2 separate regions of the Gossypium hirsutum genome follow, and region 1 is linked to region 2. Evidence: chromatin contacts called from public Hi-C data. All regions are on one chromosome and are shown on one strand. The core of a region is the stretch at or near the end of the contact, and the rest is flanking DNA. Distances in the headings are between cores, read along the strand shown. Region 1 overlaps LOC121231811 (a long non-coding RNA gene). Region 2 holds the start of LOC107955717.

The links. A called contact is a pair of places that touch in the nucleus more often than the background predicts.
Region 1: a contact with region 2 is called in a Hi-C map of leaf, with 3 times the contacts expected there. The contact joins the enhancer-like site here to the promoter of LOC107955717 in region 2. A contact is called at or near these places in 14 of 34 Hi-C or Micro-C datasets (anther, callus, fibers and 2 more).

What each region holds. Positions count from the first base shown.
Region 1 is chrA07:90,645,641-90,651,209 of Gossypium_hirsutum_v2.1, reverse strand. It overlaps LOC121231811 (a long non-coding RNA gene), which reads left to right. Exons shown (of 2, transcript XR_005929872.1): 2 at 1-478. Among protein-coding and RNA genes, the nearest start is that of LOC121231811, 4.4 kb to the left of the region's middle. Within about 2 kb of position 1,314, at least 1 of the 9 cell types and tissues checked has an H3K27ac peak or open chromatin away from gene starts, as enhancers often do. A contact at or near this core is called in leaf, where this site is marked.
Region 2 is chrA07:90,390,627-90,396,494 of Gossypium_hirsutum_v2.1, reverse strand. LOC107955717 reads right to left here and starts at 1,330. Exons shown (of 4, transcript XM_016891516.2): 1 at 1,130-1,330; 2 at 823-904; 3 at 505-663; 4 at 72-329. The coding sequence starts at 1,318. The coding sequence ends at 256.

The DNA.
Region 1 (5,569 bases), core at 65-2,564, 250 kb before region 2:
TGAATTCTGCCATGGATATGGAAACGGATGGGAAACACTTGCCATGTACACAATATACAACACCCAACTAAATTTGCAGCATAAACAGTGAACAATTGCAGCTTTAGCAGCGTTTATAAACAACATTTGTAAAAATAAAAATAATAGAATAAAAATAATACTCCCAACACAACTTGCAGCATAAATAAATTGTTGGGATTTATTTTAAGAAAAGAAAACAATTTCCAGCCACGTATGCTTATCCGTTCAATATTTACGAGTTCCAAAAAGCAAATCAAGAAGGCTGCGTTTTTCTGCAGGTGGTGGTTCTCTCGTGTTTTTTGCAGGCGTGATGGGTACTAGAGTGATCTAATTCTCTATTGACTCAATCTTTATCTTTTAGGATTATTTTGTTGAGGTTTTCTGGATTTTAGTAGTTGAGATTTTTACTAAAAACCGATGTTCATCAATTAATAAAGTCATAGCCATTTATTCATCATATTCAAAACTTCTTTATAATATCTAGTGTTTTGTATTATTCAGTTCAATCCTGCCTCTCAACTACCTATTAAACTCAATGATAGTGCCAACTTTCCAATCTGGAAAGAGCAAATGACCATGTTACTTGATGGCCATGGTCTAATGGGTCATCTAACAGGTGCTACATCCCCTCCTCCAACGACAATTTTAACAAATGATGTTAATCAAGAGAACCTTATGTAAAATGGTTTCACCAAGATCGCCTTCTTTAGCAAGCAATTCTTCGTTTATGTAGAAAACACTGTTGCTTCCACTGTTGTCTCTGCCGATTCTTCAAAACAAACATGGATACTTTTGCATACTCTTCAGGCCAACAAAAGCCACACACGGATTTACAGTCTCAAAGATCAACTAACTCGTGTTATAAAAGGATTAACAGGAGTTTTTCAATATTTACTTGAGATAAAAATGATCTCTGATGAACTTGCTATTGTGGGTGCTCCCATTTCATACGAAGAGTTAACGGTTAATATTCTCAGTGGTCTCAATTCTGATTTCAAGGAAGTCTCAGCTTCTATTCGCACATGCGACACCCCGGTTGAGTACGAGGTGTTATTTCAAAAGCTTCTTGACCATGAATAGTTTCTCCAACATGAAGATAAAAGCCACACATACTCTATTACAGGAGCTGTGGCTACAAAAACTACATTAGAAAATCCTCATCAAAACATTCGTTGTGGTCTTCCAAATACATCACAATCACCCTCCAACTAGTGGCGCACTCCCATGGTATAATGACGTCCTCAAAACAACCAATAGTGGCCTTCTAATACTACATGTCGTTCTCCAAATAATTAATGTAGACCATCTTTTCCCTTGCGGTAAGTTTTTCCAACCATTCAATGCAGAGGCGATTCGGGAAGGCCTTTTAAATTTTAATTTAGTAAAGATAAAATTTCATTTTGGCCCTTTTAAAATTATAAAAATTTGATTTAATCCTTTAAAAATTATAAAGATATAGACTATAAAAATTTAAAATTTAATTCGGCTCCCTAAAAAATTGTTCTGGCTTCGCCCCTAATTCAATGTCAACTTTGTGGTCGTATAGCTCGAACTTGTAGCTCTAAATCTCACTCTCATTAGTAAGCTATTGCTAGCTATGCCTCTCAAGCCTATTGTGTTATTTATAATAATAAATCTAAAGCAAGATGCACCTATGATTTGTGCGAGGCGGACTAAAATTGATCTTGGTTTTCAATTGAACAGCCTTCTTCACTATCATCAAACCACAAATTGTCTTAAGTCTCGAGCAACATGAGTCAATCATTAAATGAAAATGATTTATTTACTTGCAGCAAGAAAGTAAATTCTCTCTATAAATCGAACATTTTCTAATATTACTCAAAAATAGAATTCATTTTTTGCAAATAAATTATCATCATTTTTTTTTTTGCAGAATAATGACATATGAAATATGTGTAAATATCTAAACCAATGGTCTCTATTTATAAAGAAAAGTACAAGAGTTGTGCTTCAATAAATCTTAAATAAATAACATTATTTTAATAGAAAACACAATCCTACTCTAATTAGAGTAGAGGGGGGCTGACCGCATGTGTGCGCAAAAAAAAATTATAAAATAATTTTAAAAGTTGTTTTTAACTATAAGTGTACAATGTCAAATTGTAATATAGAAATTTACAATGAAATATGAGAGTATTTTGATGATCGAATCTAATAGATTGTTAAAAATTGATAAATGTTGTTATTAAACCAATAATTTGAAAGCAAATATTAATCTAATTGAATCACAAATTAGCAAGGTAAGCAAAAATCAAATTGAGAGAAAACTAATCCTAAATTTAATATCTACTTCCTATTTATTATTTAAACAATGTAATTTCATTAATCCAAAATCAATTAATTAATTAACTAATGTTAAGCTAATACCATATCCCGATTGAGTTTTTTACTACTCTTACTTAGGAATACCTTCTTGGTCTCTTCCTACTTAATATTTATCACCTGAGCTATTATTTGGTCTCACTTAGGAATACAATTTTCCTCTCGATCTCATTGCTCGACACATTTACCAGAACAATATACGATAAATTCTCCCATCTTTCTCCTTTATCTAGATATTTTACTAGAGGCATCAATTCCATCATTTTTAGTTGTTTGGAAAAATTAAATAAAATATCTAATCGAATAGAAATTAACACTCAATTAAATAATTGATTAATCAATTAATATATACAATATATTCATAAAAGCACATAATTCAAATTCTCATTGTGGTACATACATTCTATCAAATATATGATGAATGAAATATTAAAAAAAAAAGTGGAGAAATTTTCATTGATAAATTCGGGTAATTGCACGACTCTTGAGTAATCTTTAATCACAAAGTTTAATTGTCGAAATAAGAATTCAACACATTAAATAAAAATAAAGATAAAAATAAAAATAAAATTGAAAACTTAATCTAAGAAAATTTCCTAAGAGAAAACTCCAGTCTAATCTCTATTGACCATCCATCTTTAACTCCTTAACTCTGAAATAAAATGTTGTTTATAAAGGAAAGAACTCAAAGACTAAAGTGCCCATTGTGTTACTACCATACTTAGGGCTTAACATTAATAAATGACCTTGAAATGCCCTTAAAACGCAAGTAAACTATCGCAGGAATTGTCGCTACGTCAGTCATCTCCACATCGCGAAGAGCTATTTATTTTGGTCTCCTACTGCGTTTGTCTTCAATGTCGTGACTTCATTGACTTGTGGTCGTGACCTCGGCTGCAGTTTCATCCCTGAAGTGCATCTTCAGCTCCCAATTAGTCTTAGATAATCACACAATCTTATTTAGTTATAAAGTAACATAAAATAGCATAAAATTTACTAAAAAACACACTTTTATTACTTACAAACCCAAAAACACAAATTAACACTAGAATGACTCGATTTTACTTAAAAACATGTTGAAATAAGTGCAATGGAATAACAAATATACATATTAAATTGTGATAGATCATATCCTCCACACTTATATTTTTACTTGTCCTCAAACAAAATTGAGTTTAAACACACCAAACATGCAAAAGACGACCCTTGGACTATGTTAAACACTAAGAAACATGGAAATTGAATATTGAATTTATATCAAACTTATCTCACACACAACTTAAGATTGATATTTTGATAATTTAAATACTCCTAAAGCAAATCTATTCAGTTCATTAAGTTAAAGAACTAACAAACCTAAAGACAACTTGAATGAAAAAATATTCAATTACGTTATCCATCAACATAAATCATATAGATACATAGTAGACACAAAAATGTGAATAAATAACATTCAATAAGTTAATTATAAGCAAGTTAAGAAGATCATATAAAGGAAATGCTTAGGTCACATAAGTCTTCTAAGCTTGTAACGTTCTGAGGCTTAGGGCGAGTGGTTTGAATTCAAAGAAAATATAGCTTAAAATGATTCAAGCACTAGAAATAATAAGGCACCTGAAATTCTTCCTTATTCACCCACAATTTTATCCATTAAGGTCACCTCCTTACTTCTCCTTCCTTATCTCTCCAAAGACGGGGAAGATATGGTTCAATATTGGTGAGCATACAAAGCTCAGCAAGTATTAGTGCATTATAGAAGTGAAATTTTTTCTTTTAAACTCGAAAAATATTTTTTCGTTGAAGCGCATTCTAAAAATTTCACTCTTTTCTCTTACAATGCTTTTGACACTATTCATGTTTTTATCCACTCAATTTGTTTTTAACTCTCACCATGCACCATGCTTTTATTCCCTCCAATATTTTTCATTAAGCACATTAGCAAGAGTTTTATACGCACCATTTTGCACCATCTCTTCAATTTTCATACAAGTTCATTTAGGAACCACCATTATGTCTCTACCTAGCCTTCAATATCCATGGCCTAGCGTCCATTCCTTAGTGCAATTAAAGAACAATGATAGGGAAGGGTTTGAGTTTCAACTCAATTCAAGCTCAAGGTTTCAATAATTAGAGGTTCATCAAGAAAGAGTAAAAGAGGCTCAAACATGGGAAACTAGGGATACGTAGCATATTGGTAAGTTCATTTAAGAACTGACTATTCGAACAATGTCTTAGATCATCCTACATTTCGCAAAACACCATTTCTTTCATGCTTATAATTACACAAATGAATGATAATTAATTCAAGCACTATTCATCTACAAACATCTATATAACTTATTTATCATAAGGCACAAAATCAAACATATTTACAAAAGTAATTACCTCAGTGAACTAACTAATTTACCTTAAAAAGAACCAAATTATCTAACATTAATTAGAATTTACATGCTTGAAAGTGAACAAAACATCATTTATTATTCACAACCAATAATCTCAGTGCCATCATAATCAAGCATCATGCAATTTAAAGACAAACTTTTTAAGTACATATATAATATAAAAGATATATAAGCAAAACAAAGAAAACTAGAAACTATAAATCTAGGTACTCCCCTCTCCCCCCACTCTTAGAATATATATTCTCCTCAATGTAACAGAAATAAAGCATAGGCGAAAACAAGAAGCTCCATTGAAAAGACCAAATACTTGCTATCACACTGGCGACGAGGTCAACGTGTGCTCCAAACAAATGCAAAAGTACCTAAAGAAAAATAAAAGAGTAAAACAAAAATAATGTAAAAGTAAAAATAAAACAACAAAATAAAAACAAACATTATTCATGTTCAAAAATGATAAAATAAAGAAAAATTCATTAAATGTCATTAAAATAATCATCATTGAACTTATCCTTGTTGTCACCGTTCTCTTCATTTGAGATAATCATTTTCTAATCCCTTTGCTTGATGAGGAATGTACTTGTTTTGCAGTTCTTGGAGTGTCGGATGGTTGTAACAGCCCGTTTTTGAGTCATATCAGAACAGTAGTTTCGAGACCACAAATTTGAAGTCAAAATATTTATTTTATTATTTTAATAAGGTTTAAAACATGATAGAATTATTTTGTGAAAGTTTCGTAAAGAAATTTCACTGTTTGAATGCTTAACTCAGTAAAAAGAACTAAATTGCGTAAAATATAAAATGCA
Region 2 (5,868 bases), core at 81-2,580:
AGTTTATATATATCATTAATTATAAAAAATACATATAATGCAACATTCTATAATTGTATACTATAATGAGATTCATGACATAAATAGATTTCCTTGAAATAAAAAGATCATTCTTTTTCTACTTTTTAACCTGAGATTTTTACAATCTGGATTCCATGGAATTGACAGTGATTAATGTTTCAGCAAATGCTCCTTCAAAGACATGGATGCCATTGCTTATGCGTTATGATCAAGCGAGGTATAAAAAATAATGATTTAACTTTGACCACCATTTCTCCTTCTCAGATGCTCCAACACAAGTTTTTCACCAGTCAGCTGTTCAACCAAACCTTACATTTCAAGGGAACTAAATTTAGAGCCCAAACAATCAAGTGAGAAATTATTCCCGTAATTTTATCAATAAAAGCATGAAAATGAATCTAAAGTGGCTTAGCCTAATTGGTTTATGCTAATAAATTTGGATTCGACTTAAGAAAATGAGAAGAAGAATAATGAGATTAGTACCATTTGTATAATCTCGACAGTCATGAAGCCCAATTCTCAAATCAACCTCCCATGTGTTGTTGAAGTCATAGGCCTTATCAACAGCATTCCCTTCAGCATATCCAACGAACCAACATCTGCTCCTCGGCAGCTTCCTTAACTTCCTTGTAAGAACAACTCCTATCCCAAGTGTTACTATAATTATATCCCAAAATTTTAACTAAACCATAATCGCCTGTACCAATATAAGTTTTCAATTTTGGAAAGTTGATACATCTGATACATTGATGAATTTTGATAGTAATAAATAAAATTTGGCAGAAGTCTACTATAGCAAACCTGGTACTGCTCTACCAGACAGAGCAGCAAGTGCCGTGTATATGTTCTCTGGATCTTCAGGTTGAAAATCAAAGACAATGGCCTACACTTAAAATTTTCAGATTCAGATTAAATATCCCTAAAATTGTAAACAAATATTACCAAAGATAAATAATAAAAAATTTATATGAATTAAAATGGAGAGAGGTGAGTTCAAAGGATGATAAGGGCTGTTGTACTTATTGCAGCTTGCTTCAGTTAGATTTTTCAGACAAAGCTAGCTCCTACTAGCAGAAAAATTATGGGGAGATAATGAAGAGGAAAGAACCTGAGAAAGGAGAGGAGAAGAGGGTTTGATGATGACCATGAAGTGTTGCAAGTCCCAGACACTGAGGGAGTAAGCAGTTGACATCAAAAGCTGGGCCGGTCCCTTTGTAGCTCTTAGTGCCACTGCTGCCACATAAACTTCATCTTTGCTTCTTGTCAGAGTTGATTTTGTGAATAGAAGAGCTGACATTTTGCATATTGATATGGAACTTGAACCGTCAATACTAGTACTTTAAAAGAGATGAATGCAAACAAGCTCGGCCCACAACTAACGGGCCTTCAAGAGTCTAACCAAATTATTGGACTACATTCCAATTCTTTTTGGAGCGGCAAACAGGTAATTTCAAGACTATTTATATGTATAAGATTTCATTTGTGAATTATAAAAATCATATTTATGAACAGTGATTAAAGATGTAATAAAAAAAAAAAAGGTACGAAGAGCTCCTACTATTCTAACCTGGTCAATGGGTTTGATCACTTTCGCTTTAGGATTGAGAACAATATTTGTAAGAATGCTTTAGTAGCGTTAGAAGAGTGCTACGAGCAGTGTACTGCTAAAGAACAAAGATAAAACATCATTATAATTATGCAGTTTGATTTTTTTACATTTATAAGGTTTTACTCAGAGATATCATTTATTATCTTAACACTTTGTATAGCTAGTGATTCAAGTTCTAATACTAACTAGATTAGTCACTTGACTGTTACACCTAAGATTTAGATTTCTCCTCTAAATTTTCTAAAACTTAGGTTGAAAATCAAGTAATTCACATGTTTTCAAAAGCATTGTCAACTATAAAAGTATTTGAGACTTACTAACATGCTAGATTAATTACAGTCAATCTTTCCATCAAAATAGTGAGATAATAAGCTCAAAGAATATATTCTCTAAGTCCAAGATAAGTCTTCAACTTCAAGATATGTTACTAAGTTTTTCCAATCTGATTCAATCTCCTCAAAAGAAAAATGCTGATTTACTTAACCCTATCCAAATTAATTCTTCAATATATATTTTTATAGATAGTTTGGACATCATAGTTAGACTTACACATTCAAAACATCATCAAAGATCACAACTCAAAATTTTGTTTACAAAAATTTTTAACTCCAAATATAATAAGTTACAATACTGAACACTACCCAATAACAATGGGAGTTGCACCCGGTGCTCATCATAACAACTTCAACACTTCAAATTTAGACTAATTTTGATTCAACATTTAGGTAATATTTTGAAACTTACATTTGAATTTTAAAAATTTAAATTTGAAATTCTAGATCATTGCTTGGGAATAAAATATTTCAAATATAAGAGTTTGAATTATTTCACATACATTATTTGAATAATTAAATTTAAATTTTGGCTTCAACTAGATTTAAGCTTTATTTCATTCTTATCCAAAATCTTATAAAAAAAAGTAGCTGTAGAAAGTTTGATAAGTTTTTATTTCATTCTTAAATTTTTGGGGGTTAAACTAAATCAAGTTAAAATTATATTAAAATCTTGAAAAAATCAAATATAATCAGAATAACAAAAACTGTAGCTATAGAAACTTGATATAGTTTTTAATTCATTAACAATTTGATATAGTTTTATTCAAGAAAGAAAATTTTATGACATTTGGATTTTAAAAATTCCAAATTCCAAATTCCAAATTCCAAAATTTAAAATCTAAAATTTATGTTTTATAAGATTGAGCTTGGATTTACTCAAATTCAAATCCATAACTTTTATTAGATATCCAAACAAAAAAAAATTGAAAATTCTTTTTTTTCCCCAAATCTTGATTTCCAAACATGGCATAAATTAATTAATATTTACAAAAAAGAGTTCACATAATATTAATAAACTTCAAAATTAATAAATTTAATGAAATTTTAATTAAAGTATTTGAAAATGATTTTTTGATAAATTTGTTAAAAATAAAAGTTTTTAACATTGAATAATTTTTAAATAAAATTTTATTAAATGCGTATATATATATATGAAAAAATAATTTTATATATTCAAAAGCTATTAGCATAAATTATAAAGAATTCTTTTCTTTTTATTCTAATAACATTCTAATACAACTATTACTAAACTAAAAGTTAATAGTATTTGCGGATTGAGTTTTAGCTTGATTGGCATGTGTATTATTATCAATATAGGAGGATGTAAGTTTGAGTGCAATGAAGCGTATTATCCTCCTATTTATGAGTTGGGAGGCTATTGGTAGTTTTAGGCATTATACCAAAAAAAGTAGATATAATCAAAATCTGTAATGAATTTGTTTAAAAAAAGTTAGTAATATTTATTTATGAAATATTTTGGCTTTTGTATGTTATTTGCCTCTTTAATTTTCTAATTCCACACGTAATTATTTGAGTTGAAATTTATTTTTTTAATAATTCATCAATAGATTAATAATTAATTATTTAACTATTTTTTATAATATTAATTTGCAACAATTGTTAAGTTGCGTAAAAAAATTTCAAGGCTTGGCTGAGACTGACAAAGTACAATATCTCAAAAGAAAGATGGAGACTGTGATCGAGAGGCTATCTTTCCTAGTGGTAGCATTGGTAGATCCATTAAAAAGTTATGACAGAGGTCGACGGAACCTCCTGATCCAGACGATCTTGTAGTGGATGATAAGGGAATCAAAGTGAATACTAATAATGTCATAACAAAGTTGTGGAAAGATAAACTTTTGGGCAATACGACTACCTCGATGAACACACAGAAAGAAGAGGATTTTGAACTGCTATTGTGGGATGCTAAAAAAGAGATTGTTGATGGCATCCCTTCCATCCCTTTCTCTGAGTGAGTACACCGATTCATTGCAAAACATATGTCTTGGACTGTGATTGTCAAGTTGCTAGGTAGAAGGATTTCGTATCTCACCATGTCCAACAAATTGCAATAAATTTGGAAGAAAAAACGTCGTTGCAAATCCTAGATTTGGAGAATGATTATTTTTTTGTCAAGTTTCATGATGATGATGATGAGTACCTTGCTGCTTTTTCGAGAGGACCATGGAAAATTTTTGGCTAATACCTGTTGGTGTTAGAACAAATAACAAGCAAGGTTTAGCAAAAACTTGAGCAGCAAGGCTCGATACTTGCTGAAGAAACAAAACAGAATTCGAAGCAGAAAGCAAGCAAAAAAAAAATAGAGAGTATGTTGAATGAAAAATGATGATAATTTCATTAATTAAGAACAATGTCATAATGTCAATACATAAACCAAGCATTGTGCTTGTCAAAATCAGTATAAGGTCAACTAATCTATACCAACTACCACTAATACATTAGAACTTACAAAACTAAGCTTGTACACATAAATAAAGCTGATTAACAACTCAATCACTTTAGAAATACATCAAAATTCTACCTAACATTGTTCAAAATGAACCAAAATGCATTACATTAACCAAAATAACAAAAATGAACTAAATTCAACAAGTTGCACTTGGTTTAGCAGCTCCTACTTGGCTCGAGTTGCATGGCCTGCTTCTTTGTTGCTCTTGGCGCCACATGCTAACCAACCTTTAACACTCCTCCTTGGTTAGCATGTTGCAAACTCCCATTTGTTCTCTTAGTTTGATAAACCTTGATACACCAAGGGCTTTAGTTAGAATGTCAGCAATTTGCTCTTCAGAATTGCAATGAATTAGCTCTACTTCTCGAGCTTACTCCATTTCCCTTACAACATGCAGCTTAATGCTGAAATGCTTTGTTCTACAATGGAAAACAGGATTCTTTGTAATTGCAACAGTAGACATGTTATCACAATAGATCTCTATTGCTTCCCTTTGATGTAGGTTCAAATTAGCTAGGATTTTCCTCAGCCAAATGGCTTGGTTCACAGCTCCTGCAGCTATCACATATTCAGCTTTAGCTGTTGACTGAGCCACTACACTTTGCTTCTTCGAACTCCAGCAAAACATAGCTGAACCAAGGGTAAAAGCATACCCTGAGGTGGATTTCATGTCATCTATAGAACCAGCCCAGTCACTATTAGTGTATCCTACCAGTTTCAAACTTTCAGCTTTGCCAAACTGAAGTCCATAGCTTAGGGTCCCTTTAATGTATCTTAGCACCCTTTTTGCTGCTTGAAAATGCTTCTCATTGCAACAATGCATAAATCTTGACAACAGGCTTACAGCAAACATAATGTCTGGTCTTGATGCAGTTAGATATAACAAAAAACCTACCAAGCTTTTGTAGATGAACTCACTAACCTGCTCATGATCCACTTGGCTCGACAGCTTTGTTCCAACTGCCACAAGTGTAGTTGTTGGCTTATAGTTCTCTACTGAGAACTTGTTCAGGATCTTCATGTCAAATGTCCTCTAACTCAAGAAGATTCTATTTTGAGTTTGGAACACTTCCATTCCTAGAAAGTATGTCATTTGCCCCAAGTCAGACATCTCAAACATGTTCATCATTTTGGTTTTGAAATCAGCCAACATTCTTTGGTCTCCTCTTGTGACCAAAAGATCATCAAAATACAGGGACACAATGAGCTGTGTTTCAGCTCGTTCCTTCTTGATATACAATGTTGGCTCACTAAAGCTCCTTTCAAACCCCAGATTGATCAAGTATCCATCAATCTTGCTGTACCAAGCCCTTGGTGCCTGTTTTAAGCCATATAAGGCTTTCTTCAGTCTGTACACCAAATGTTCCTTACCCGCTACTTCAAAGCCTTGTGGCTGGTCAATGTATATCTCCTCTTCAAGGAATCCATTCAAA